2 separate regions of the Mus musculus genome follow, and region 2 is linked to region 1. The links are chromatin contacts, called in public targeted proximity ligation maps. All regions are on one chromosome and are shown on one strand. The core of a region is the stretch at or near the end of the contact, and the rest is flanking DNA. Distances in the headings are between cores, read along the strand shown. Region 1 holds the start of Kif11 (kinesin family member 11). Region 2 has its middle 25 kb from the start of Gm41842.

Evidence for each region.
Region 2: a contact with region 1 is called in a targeted proximity ligation map of pancreatic cancer cells. A contact is called at or near these places in 5 of 39 promoter capture datasets (the C10 cell line, HPC-7-derived erythroid cells, liver and 2 more), 7 of 484 Hi-C or Micro-C datasets (the C10 cell line, CD4 T cells, LSK cells and 4 more), 10 of 130 datasets of targeted methods (the 230-238 cell line, the SCID.adh cell line, bone marrow-derived macrophages and 6 more) and 3 of 9 other capture datasets (adipose tissue, liver and pancreatic islet).

What each region holds. Positions count from the first base shown.
Region 1 is chr19:37,373,328-37,379,594 of GRCm38.p6, reverse strand. It overlaps Kif11 (kinesin family member 11), which reads right to left and starts at 3,213. Exons shown (of 22, transcript NM_010615.2): 1 at 2,928-3,213. The coding sequence starts at 3,001.
Region 2 is chr19:37,518,641-37,524,907 of GRCm38.p6, reverse strand. No RefSeq gene overlaps it. Among named protein-coding and RNA genes, the nearest start is that of Gm41842, 25 kb to the left of the region's middle.

The DNA of each region.
Region 1 (6,267 bases), core at 1,964-4,463:
CGGTGGTGGCACATGCCTTTAATCCCAGCACTTGGGAGGCAGAGGCAAGCAGATTTCTGAGTTCGAGGCCAGCCTGGTCTACGGAGTGAGTTCCAGGACAGCCAGGGCTATACAGAGAAACCCTGTCATGAAAAACAAACAAACAAACAAAAACAACACATCTTCAGGACTCACACTTTTTTTTTTGTTTTGTTTTGGTTTTGGTTTTTTTTTTTTTTTTTTTTGAGACAGGGAGAACTCACACTTCTTGATTTTAAAATTTATTCTAAAGGTGTAAGCAGTCAAAACTATACGATAAACGAGACTGGAACAGACAGACACAGACCAGTGGGATTGAGTGCTCATAAATAAACCCTCTCCTATATGGGCAAATGATTTTAGACAAATGAGCCAAACCATTCAGTAATCTCTGTAACATGGTGACAGAAAACTGGGTATCCTACACAATGAAGCCGAATGTCTCACTTAACATCACATAAAGAGGACCAAAAACTTGCACCTAAGACGTAACACCATAAAACTTAGAGAAACAAAGAAGAAAAAGCCTGGCAGCTTTGGCTTTAGCAACGATTCCCTGGATCAGATACCAAAGGCACAGGCAACAGCATCAAAAATCAGGCATGGTGGCTCACACTTCTAAGGCTCAGGAGGCTGCCACAGGAGCACTGACTGCAGGACTTCAAGCCTGGGTGCAGATGAGTTGCAGGGGAGGCAGAACGCTACATAGTGAGACCCTGCCACCAAACACAAGACGATGAGGATCTAACGTACAACATCCTAAGAAAGCCTCATTTATTGCTTATTAAAGCTTAATGAGGGGCTGGTGAGATGGCTCAGTGGATAAGAGCACCCGACTGCTCTTCCGAAGGTCCGGAGTTCAAATCCCAGCAACCACATGGTGCCTCACAACCATCCGTAACGAGATCTGACTCCCTCTTCTTGAGTGTCTGAAGACAGCTACAGTGTACTTACATATAATAAATAATAAATCTTTAAAAAAAAAAAAAGCTTAATGAGACTGGCGCCAGGAACACTACTTAATAGAGAAAAGACTAACCAAACAAGAAAAAGAAAAACCTATGCCTAAACTATTGTACATAACAGACACGTGTAAACGTTTTCACTGGTAAAAAAATGTTTAAAAAAAATTCTCTTAAGGCCAGCCTTGAAATGTAGGAGGACAGTATGGACACATGAGATGTTTTATTTCTTACTTTGAGGGATAAATACTGGGATTAAAGGCTTGTACCATCACACCCCCACCGTCAGTGTTCTTTGTAACTTTTTATGACTCAAACACTTTGTAAGTAACAAAGGAAATAATAGCACACAGAAAAGGCAATATTGACTAATAATAATAATACTGCAAAAAAATTGTAAAAAAAAGTGCATTTGTTGGGTAGCTTAGGGTAAGAACACTTCTTGTTCTTCTAGAGACCTTGAGTTCTGTTTCTAGCCCCCACACCTGGGGGTGACTCACAACCACCTGTAACTCTGGCCTTAGAGGTGGTGCTCTCTTCTGCTCTCCACAAGCACTCACGTATGTGTGCAAACACCTGAATATATACCCATTATTAAAAATAAAAATTTTTTGAGGCAGAGTTTCTCTTTGTAGCCCTGGTTGTCTTGAAACTCGATCTGTAAAACATGCTGGGATTAGAGGTGTGCCCCACAACTGCCTGCCTAAATCTGCCTAATTTTTTTTTTCCTAAATTCTTAAGTGTGTCTGCTTTCCTGTTGATTAAAATGAAAGTTCCAAATTAAGTAACTAAAACTCCAGAGTTCAGCAATTAAGTATCTTTGGCAAGCCTAGAGTTGCTCACACACACACACACACACACACACACACACACACACACACACACGTCACCTAGTTTAAAAACTTGGGTCTGGTAGCTGAAACTTGAATTGCTTATAACTCCAGAACTCAGAACTAAGGCAGGGAGCTAGTCGGAGTTTGAGGCCAGTCTCAGGAAAAAAAAAAAAAAGGCAGACACAGTGGCACACACTTGTCACCCAGCAATCCCAGCTAAACGACCGAGAGGCTGAGACAGTAAAGTACGCTAACATATAGTTCCAGACCAACCTCGGTAACATCACAAAAATTCAAAAAAATTAAAAACTCTGGGTAAGTTATTTGGATGTCAGTCGGGGAGAGCTGAACCCCACACCCTCCCTCCTCTCAATTTTGTCTTTTGGTCAATGAACAAAGGCAGATAAAAGAAAGAAAGAAAGAAAGAAAGAAAGAAAGAAGGAGAGAGAAACCCTGTCTCGAAAAACCAAAAAAAAAAAAAAGAAGAAGAAGAAAAATGAGAAAGAGAAAAGATGCTGCACCTTAGCCATGTACTTTCATTAGCTCGTGAGTTTCATAAACTCATTTTACAGCTTAGCTTAAATTCAGCAATGTCTACTTGGTTATTAGAGGTGAATTTGATGGTTGCTCTTCGCTGAAAAGTGCGTTCCCTTTTAAAAGCAAACCTACTTTCATCTATTGGACCAAACACACAGAATAAAGAACTATTAGTCTTTCCGAAGTGGAAATAACCCCAAGGTGAGCGCCAAACTACATGCAAAGTAAGTAGGAAGCTTTATTCCCAAACTGACAACTCGGACGGGGTAGCACAGAGCAATGACAGCTAAATTTTCGGCGACATTGGCTTTTAAAAGGGAACGCACTTTTCAGCGAAGAGCAACCATCAAATTCTTTGTGACTGCAGCTTAACTTTAACCAACACCAACATCCCCCCCCCCCCCGAGACAAACCCTAATTTAGAACTAAACGTGGTAGCATGTTTACCGAACAAAACACGGGGAGCCCCAGAAACCGATGACTTGGTGTCCTTCAGAAAGGTAAACAAATCGCTCTCCGGAACGGCTAGCCCAAAAGCTAAGCCTCCGCGTCCGGACTCGTCCCAGCCTCTCCTTACCTGCATCTCACCACCACCTGGATGTTCCTGCCCTTTTCCTCTTTCTTCTTCAAAGAACTCGGCTGGGACGCCATGACGGTCGAGCCAAAACCTGCCGGCCTAGCGGAGACTCAGACACAGTGAGAACCGGGAGCAGCCTCTCCTCACCCGGTGCTGCCAAGGCCACGAGGACCGAGACTCGCAGCTCGGCGTCCCCGAGGTCCACGCAGGCCTCTTGGCCGTGGCCGCCGCCCCGCAAAAGCCGGACAGGACGAACCTCCTCCTCTGCTCCGAAATCAGCAACGATTCCGCGCCTCAATTTTGAAAAATGGAGACGACTGACCGGACCAATAGCAGAGCGGCACGCGAGGCATCATGGGACGCCGTGTCGTCACTGTGGTGACGACGGGGCGTGACCCGAAGAAATGGATGGCGGTGCAGGCTGGCTCCTGTAGTCCGAAGTTCACTGTGCAAGCTTTCAGTGCTGCCGCTGGCGGGCTTCTGGGGCCTGGGACGCCTACATCGCCGCATTCGCTGGGTCCTTACCGCCCTCCGAGGCTTCTCGCTTTCCGTAGAGAGGTGACGAACAACTCGGCCGTTTAAGGTGTAGGTGGGGACCGGGGAAACAGAAAAGCCGAGTCCTCCGCCTCATCGGGTTTCCGGAGCTGCTTTTTCTGTTTCGCGGGATCTTAAATGCGGTTTAGCCTCTCCGATGTAACTTAGCGAGGATCAGAGAAAGCGCCGCCGACCTCGCCAAATACCCGCCTTCCGCACTCCAGATCCCTGGTCCTCTGGATTAAGCAAAGCCAACTGTCTACTGGTAAACTACTCTCGGAGGCAGGAGTGGCAGAGGAGCTCTCCGAGTTCCAGACCAGCCTGATCTATAAAGCGAGGCCAGGACGGCCAGGGCTGGTTGCACAGAGAAACGCTGTCTCCAAAAACAAACAAACAAAAACAAAACAAAAGCTAGCCCCAGAGACTCACTGCTATCTCAAAATGTCCCACAAAGTGAACATATTGAACATCTTTATACCCTTGCCTCCGGCCAGTCTTTCTCACTTCAACACGTGTTTTTAACCAGACCCTTCCTCTGCAATCACCTTCCTCCAAGACTTTGAATCTCGTCCCTGAATGACTTCCTTCGATGTTCCTACTGCTACCCTTTTTTTCTCCTCCCTGCTACTGCATTCACTCAGCAAATATCCTTTAAAAAGCAAACCAAACACATATAGGGACAGAGGCAGAAAGATCAGGAGTTCAAGCGTCCATTTCATACATTTCCAGTTTAGTATCAAACTGTGTTATGTCCATCATTTGCTATTTATTCGTTTGTTTTAAACAAGATATCTTTCTGAACACAAGGCTGGCCCTGTGAGAATCCTCAATGATCTTCCTGCCTTCTGCATACTGGTATTGAAAGAATGAGCTACCAGTCCTGGCTGGTTTCTTGTTTGCTTTTTTTTTTTTTTTTTTTTGAGGGGTGTGGCTTAAGATTATTTATTTATGTGTGGGGTAGTGTGTCTGTGTGTGTGTCCTCCAAGTGTGTGGTGGTGCCCTTGGACAGAAGATGGCATTGAATGCCCTGGAACTGTAGTTAAAAAGTCAGTTGTGAACCACCTACAGTGGGCGCTAGGACCTGAATTCAGGTCCTGTGGAAGAACAGGAAGTGCTCTTAACAGCTCTTATCCATCTCTCCAGCCCATGATTTTTTTTGTTGTTGTTGGTTTTTTTGGGTTTTTTTTTTTTTTTTTTTTCGAGACAGGGTTTCTCTGTATTGCCCTGGCTGTCCTGGAACTCACTCTGTAGACCAGGCTGGCCTCGAACTCAGAAATCCACTTGCCTCTGCCTCCCGAGTGCTGCATCCCATGATTTTTGTCTTTTTGTCTTTTTTTTTTTTTTTTTTTTTTTTTTTAATCTTTTGGAATTAGATGCAAAAGGTCTTACCATTCCTGTGTTTTCCGATGGGCTTGCTTGGCCCCTGTGAAAGGGTCATTCATGCAGACCACTATTCTAAGGTGGTGTTTACCCTGTTCTCTGTCTCCCCTTGTACTACGAGTGCCAGCGCCTCAGTGGAACTCTAGTCCATTGGCACTTTGGATGCCTTCCTCATTCTCATTTTTCTGTCAGTTTCTGGTTTTTAAAGACTGTTTTGTTTGTTTGGGTGGTTTTTTTGTTTTGTTTTTATGTATTTATTATTACACATAAGTACACTGTAGCTGACTTCAGACGCACCAGAAGAGAGCGTCAGATCTCATTACGGGTGATTGTGAGCCACCATGTGGTTGCTGGGATTTGAACTCAGCACCTTTGGAAGAGCAGTCAGTGCTGTTAACCACTGAGCCATCTCACCAGCCCCCATGGCTTGGTGGGGTTGTTTGTTTGTTTGTTTGTTTTTTACTGGGTTGGTTGAACAAGCTTGTAATCTCAGTCTCAGGGTTTGGATTAGCAAATTCAAGCCAGGCTGGACTACAAGAGACCCTAGAAAAAACAAAACTTGACCATCCTGTCTAAAGGAACTTGCTATTTGCTTCTTTAACACTACACTTTATAATTATGTTGTGGTTTTTTTTTTTTTCCTACCTGAGTGTAAACTTCATCTGGGTCCTTCTTCACATTGTTTTGGGGTTTTTTGAGATGGGTTTTATGTAGCTCAGGCTAGCCTCCAGCTCACTGGCTAGCTGAGGATGGCTTTGATCATACTGCGTCCACCTCCCCCGTGCTGAGATCACAGGTGTTTACCACCATACCTATTTATACTGGACTGGGCATCAGACCCAAGGCTTCTTTGTGCTAGACCAGCACTCTACCATCTACACCCCTCGCTGGTTTTCCAGTCTCTTGTAAGACATTTATATATATTTACAGACAAAGTAAATATATCCTTGGTACCTGAAGGAAAATACTTAACATTTCACAGTTTGGGTTTCCTTGTAGTAAAATGGAGATAATAAAAATTATCATTATCTGACTTACCAGGTCTGCTGCTTGCTAAATGCACAGACACACACACATACACAAAGCCCTGCAAACAAGAGTTGGTGCAAAGAAATTCATTTATTTCCCCTCTGAGCCAGAACTGCAAGAGTAATGGAAAGCGACGCCCAGAAGCATATCTATATAGGTTGAGCTGTAAGATAAATTACCCAAACTGAAAGATGATGCCTTTTCCTGGGGGAGAGCTCTGGACAGCAGAGTTTCAGCCTGTCCCTGTGCCAGCATCAATCTCCTGGGAAAGCATTAGGAAGCCCTGAGGATCCAACCTAAGGCTTTATGTATGCCAGGAAGGTACTGTACCGTTAACAAGCATTCTCAACCCTTAAACATGGTGTGTGTGTGTGTGTGTGTGTGTGTGTGTAATTTT
Region 2 (6,267 bases), core at 2,073-4,572, 150 kb before region 1:
GATCTGCCCATAACTACTGTATTCTGCTTCTCTCCTCTCTTCTTGAAGCCCTCTCCATGCACTGAACACCCACTTGCTAACAGTAATGTCCCCAGCAAGGAGGTCCTCACCTGACTCTCCCTCTCCAAGTCGGTCTCCGCCAAGCTCTGGTTTCCAGCTCTCCCCTGAGTGTCTGCAGGTATTGGTGGATGCAGTTTCTGTTATTCAGAGCAGGCTTCGAAATGTCTACTTTAGTCAATGAATTTCTGTGTGTTCAAGGCTCATCACGCACAGCCCTGACCTCTCCTCAAAGCCATTACAGGTCCCAAATTGTACAGAGAATATTTAGACAAGACTCAGAGGCTGTATCTGGAATACTAAACTAAGAATTTCCTTCCTTCTCTTCTCTTCTCTTCTCTTCTCTTCTCTTCTCTTCTCTTCTCTTCTCTTCTCTTCCCTCTCTCTCTCTCTCTCTTTTCCTTTAGTACAGGGTTTCTCTCTCTCTTTTCCTTTAGTACAGGATCTCTCTCTCTCTCTCTCTCTCTCTCTCTCTCTCTCTCTCTCTCTCTCTTTTCCTTTAGTACAGGGTTTCTCTGTGTAGCGTTGGCTGTCCTGGAACTCATTCTGTAGACCAGGCTGGCCTCGAACTCACAGAGTGCTGGGATTAAGAGTGTGTGCCCTCATGCCCGGCTAAATTTTTTTCATCTCTAGGTGTTTTCACCTTTGTTCTCAGAGCATTTAGAACAGGACTTCACACATGGAAGTCTTTGTGAATGTTTGTTGATATCCTCAATTAATAAAATAAAATCAGTTCAAATGGTGAGTTATCTCTTCCTGCACCATGCTGTTGTCTTTTGGTTGGTTTGTTGACAGAATAACTTATTTAGCTGATTTTATTTTTTTGATAGCTCTCACAATACTTCAAGCTGGTTTTGAATATGATCTTTTTGCTTCAGCCCTATGCATGCTGGGATTGCAGACATGCCTGACCACAATAGGTTTCACTACCCTTTATCTCTTCAAGTTTCCCATTACCCGCTATCATTTTCTCCAGATCTGCAACTGCTCAGAAATGTTGATTCTGCGGACAGCCTATCCTACAGAACTTGTGGGAGTCAGTTTGGTTTGCAGTCCCTGACAGAGTCTGGCCCCTCCCAAGGACAACAATTGGAGAGTAAAACTTAAGAGAATGACTGTTGAGATCCTTTCTGCCTCAAACACACCCCGAAAGAAAGAAAAGTTTCCATTTATTCGGGGCTCTCCAGGGCTGAGGTTCAATAGGTGATCTGTATGTTTCCTTTTCGCTTCTAAACACATGTGTTCTTTTGTTTCTCAGGAAGCAATCATCGTGTAGCCATGGAAATCAATGAGTACGGAGGAAACGTTGCAGGGAAAAATGAAGCCAACGAGCTCAACTCCACAGAAGTTGGTCACATCCTAAAACAATCAGTGTGTGGGCATACAGGGGCTCGCTGAGGAAGTGCGGTATTTTGACAGTAACCTTTGCAGAAAGTGAGCACGTTTCAAAACGCTCAAGTGTTTGTAGAATGTCAGCCAAGCCTGCTGCTCGCTCCTTAGTCTTTCCTCTCAGCAGCCCTGACACCCACCCTCCATGAAATTCCCATTCTATCAAGAAACGTTGGGTTTAAATGGCTTTCCAAAACCAATGTGACACTCTAGTGGATGGCCCCACACCCAGAAGGATAAATTAATAGCACATGATTGAGTTGATGGATTATTAAATTATCAAATAAATAAATATACACACATCTACAAGGACACATATCGAGATGGGAGATTTTGAAGGAGTTAGTAAGAAGCCGAGTGAATATGATCAATATACATTGTAAGAAGCTCTCAAATAGTTAATAAAAACGCATATATTATTTAAGCTAGTGTGAGTGGCAGCATTTGAAGCAACATGATCTTTCCACCAATCAGAAGTCATCTTAAAGGTGAGCCGTGTCCACATGCCCTGACCTGAATTTCACAGAACAAAGATCTTGGAACTATCTCTCCACACCTATAACTAGTCTCTCTTTATAACTAGGCTTACAGTTAATAAATAGCCTTGGAGGTGGAAGTGAAATTTAAGGTTTAAGACTGTGTTTCAGGAGGCAGAGGCAGGAGGATTTCTGAGTTTGAGGCCAGCTTGGTCTACAAAGTGAGTTCCAGGAACAGCCAGGGCTATACAGAGAAACTCTGTATCAAAAAAAAAAAAAAAAAAAAAAAAAGACTGTGTTTCAGGGCTGAGAAATGGCTCATCAGCTAAGAGCATCTACCGCTTGTGTAGAGAGAGAACCCTTAAATTCAATCCTGCAGCTCAGAGTAGCCTCTTATTTCCAGCTCCAGGGGATCCAGTGTCCTCTTCTGGCTTCTGGGAGCACCTGCACTCATGTGCACAACCCTCCACACAAACACTCATGCATACAAACAATTTAAAAAAAAAATAAGTCTAAAAGTCCAAATATAGGTCAATATCACGTTGGCCAAATTCTGATTCCTCAGAAAACCTTCTGGTTCTTTTGCTCTCGCAGTAGAGTAGTAATGGCCTTTGTAGAGATCTGAAGTTTGTGTTGCACAGAAATGTGTCTGGTGGTGATGGTGATGATCATGGTGGTGGTGATGGTGATGATGATGGTGGTGATGATGGTGATGATGATGATGATGGTGATGATGTCATCTCAGTAAATGAAACTGAGCATAGTAACAATGTTTTCATCCTCAGAACCTGGGTGTAATGAACTTTCTCTTTAGTGAACACCTATACGTTTAGTCTCATTACTTTTATACCAAATTTTCTATTCAGTACAAATTATATTGTTAATTGAAAACTCACAAACACTTCTAGATGTGACTAATGCAGGCTAGGTCTTGTCTGCCCCCCCCCCCAAGTCACTAGACAACCAGGCTACGCCTATCCTTCTACTTCCTATCCTAAGGGTGGGTTCAAATCTCAGGTTACCTCAAGATGAAAAACTCCACTGCAGTGGCTGTCTTACAAGAGCAGTTTCTGTAGATGAGGGGAGTTAAAGGAGACAAAATAAGGAGGGAGAGAGAGAGAGAGAGAGAGAGAGAGAGAGAGAGAGAGAGAGAGAGAGAATATAGTCTATGAACCCAAATGTTGGTCAGTGGATCTATAAGGTTGTGGAAACCTATGGAAGTTTCCTTCTGCTGACTTTATTTTCTCAGTAGACAGGAAGCAAGGTCCTTGTAACAATGAGGTGGGAAGAGAAGAAAAATAAAGGTATAAAATAATCCACTCACAACAGAACAACAGATAAGGGCCTAGAGAAATATACAAGGCAAGAGCTGAGAAGCCAGAAGGGCCATAGAGATAAGGGATCCAGAATGAGACCAGATGTCCAGCGCTTGCCCAGAAGCCCTGCATTTGGGAGATGGAGGCAGGAGAGCATAGAGTTTGAAGCTGACCTCACCGACAGGAGACCCTGTCCATGACAGAAAGGAGAGAGACAGAGATAGAGACAGAGACACAGAGAAAGAACAAAAGAACAACAAAATCGAACAAAGCCAGGCCCAGCTTGGCTTTGTGCCATGTTCCAGCTTTGTTCGGCTGTGGGACTAGGGTAGAGAAAGTCTACTTGAACAAAGGCTCCGTCTAGTCCAACAAAATGAGTAGGGTCACGAGGCCAAGGGGGTGACTCGGGCTAGGAGTATCCGTGGGTGACTGCGACATTAGAGCTGAGTCAATGAACGTGCGGTTCTGAAGTTGCAAGTCTGTTAGTGTCCCCCGAACCATCCCTCCCCATACCAAATCTACCCACTTACCGATAGCCTATCAGAGTGAGTTCAAAGTTTATGCAAAAATAAGCATGTTAGCCTTCATCCAAGACTTCCCACTGCTGACCTGAGGGCAAAGCTGTGCTCCTGAACTCCGGACGTTGGTAAACTTCCTGCCATTTCTTAATCCACAAAGTCAAGATTCCAGCGGGCTTCCTGGCATGGCTAAGTGCCAGGCCAGCCAGAATATCCTCATTACCTGTGGAGAACAGGACGTCAGCGCTCTGCAGCCCACAGTGTGGCTTTGCTCTCGAGCCCAGTATCCTGGAAGTTCAGTGGGTAACAAGGCTGAGCCTTCCGGATTGCCTGTATACCCAAGATGGGGATTCTGTCTCCTCTCTCTCTCTCTCTCTCTCTCTCTCTCTCTCTCTCTCTCTCTCTCTCTCTCTGTGTGTGTGTGTGTGTGGTGTGTGTGTGTGTGTGGTGTGTGTGTGTGTGTGTCTTTTTCTTTCCCTCCCTCACTCCTTCACAGAAAACTCAAATTTTTTTCTTTTTTAGTATCTGAATTGATGTCTCTGACCCAGATATTCATAATCTGCCTTCTTCAAAGCATCTGGTCAGGGTTTTTAAACTTTTCTCCTTTTTAGGTAATATGGACCACTGGGTTAATTCATAGTCTTTCAGTCCAGCCTCTTCTTAAGACTCTCCAAGCAATAAATAAAGTACTATAATATCCAGGAACTCTAAACACGTGGAAGCTTGCTTCCTTGACTAAGAGAGATGAATCAGAAAGTAATGTGTTTTGCTTCTGTGAAATGAAAGAGAAATGTTCTTGTGAAGTTTTAAAGTTGTCAAAGACTGTCGAGGTCATTCATACAATCGTTAATAGCCACCCCCCTTCCCAAGCTCAGGTCCTAGAAGTCACTGAATGTGGATGATAAAGACCTGCCTTCAGAGAGCAAACTGCAATCGGGATTCTTTTCTGGGAGTCAAAGGGGAAAAAAAAAGCCTTAATGGGTATTTTCTTCAGTGCAGAGTGATTTGAGTTTAAGCACTAACCTGTCTCTCTAGTATTTGAAGGGATTAACTTCGGAGTTCATTGTGTTGGCTGTCTTTTCAAAGATTAGATAGTTTAGTTAGGCTCCTACCGGCCATGTAAATGTCTCCGCATTTATTGACCGTCTGTAGTCTTTATCAAAGGTGAACACAATCACCGGCTTGTAAACACGGATCCCATTATTTGGGTACTGATAAGATTTACTGAGAGTTAAAAAAAATTTATGATTGTCTAGCCAGTTAAAGACACTAATACAGTACAGAAAAGGACAATAAACACGTATGAATTCAGTCAATGAACTTGCCTTTTTTGTTTGAGGGCTACAATCTGTTTCGCACCTATAGATTGTAGATGTAATTATCTGACCAGCACTCAGTTAAAAACACGCTAGTCTATTTGAACATGTCGTCCACATTTCTACGCTCTTTCAATCACCTGCAGAGGAATTTATGCATCCCCATGAAGACATGTTAAATCTCTCAAGACACAGATAGACAAATTCTTTGGGAACACTGTAGGGATATGCTAAGGGACTCAGATCTGAATTTTATTATTTGTTTGTTTGTTTTGTTTTGTTTTGTTCAGATCAAGACCCTCCTGCATGCTTGGTAAGCACTACATCCCAACTTACAGGTCCACGTTTTAAAATGCTATGATCAAAGTGAAAATTTGGTAGAGGTAGTAAATCAGTGTGTTTGATCCGCAGGGTCAGCATTATGTTGTATTGATTGTGATTTTGGCCATCTCGGCTGGGGGAGATGCAAGAGCTGCCATTCAGCTCCCTTCTCTGACTGACAAACTGGAGAAAATATTCCTTTCTTCTGGACCTCCAAGGCCAGGTTCCAAGGAAACATGGCTTACACAGCCTCACAGTTCAAGCAAAAGCAAGAAGGGCCTTTGTGACAGAAAGTGACAGGAAAATCCCCCTACAACTTCACACATCAGCTCTCTGAGGTCCTTTGCAAATTCCTTCAACCAAGTTTCATTATATAAAGGAATTCCTAGGAATTTTTGTGTGTCCAGCCTCCCACAGCTGATGGTGGGTGGAACATTTGAGATTCATTCTGCTCCTTAACCATTTTACTGAGATATAATTCATATACCTTGGACCTCACCCAATAATAGTGTATGCTTCTGTGGACTTTAACAGATACACAGAGCTGTGCAGCCAATAGCTCATATGCCTTAATTGTCTGCCTATCACCTCCACCCGAAATTAGCAGCCCCTATCTCCAACTAATCAACCACACTCCTACTTTCTGATTTTACTGATTATTCTTATTCCGAAGACTTGATATGAAATGGAATAAAGTATGTCTGTCTCCCTGTGTCTAGCTTCTTTCGTTTGGCATATTATCAAGGCTCATTCATATTGTAGCCTGCAGCAGAATTCATTCTCTTTTATTATCAGGTAGTATTCCATCATATGGATATATCAGGTCCCATTTAGACATTTATCAGTGGATGGGTATTTTGGGAAGATTTAAATT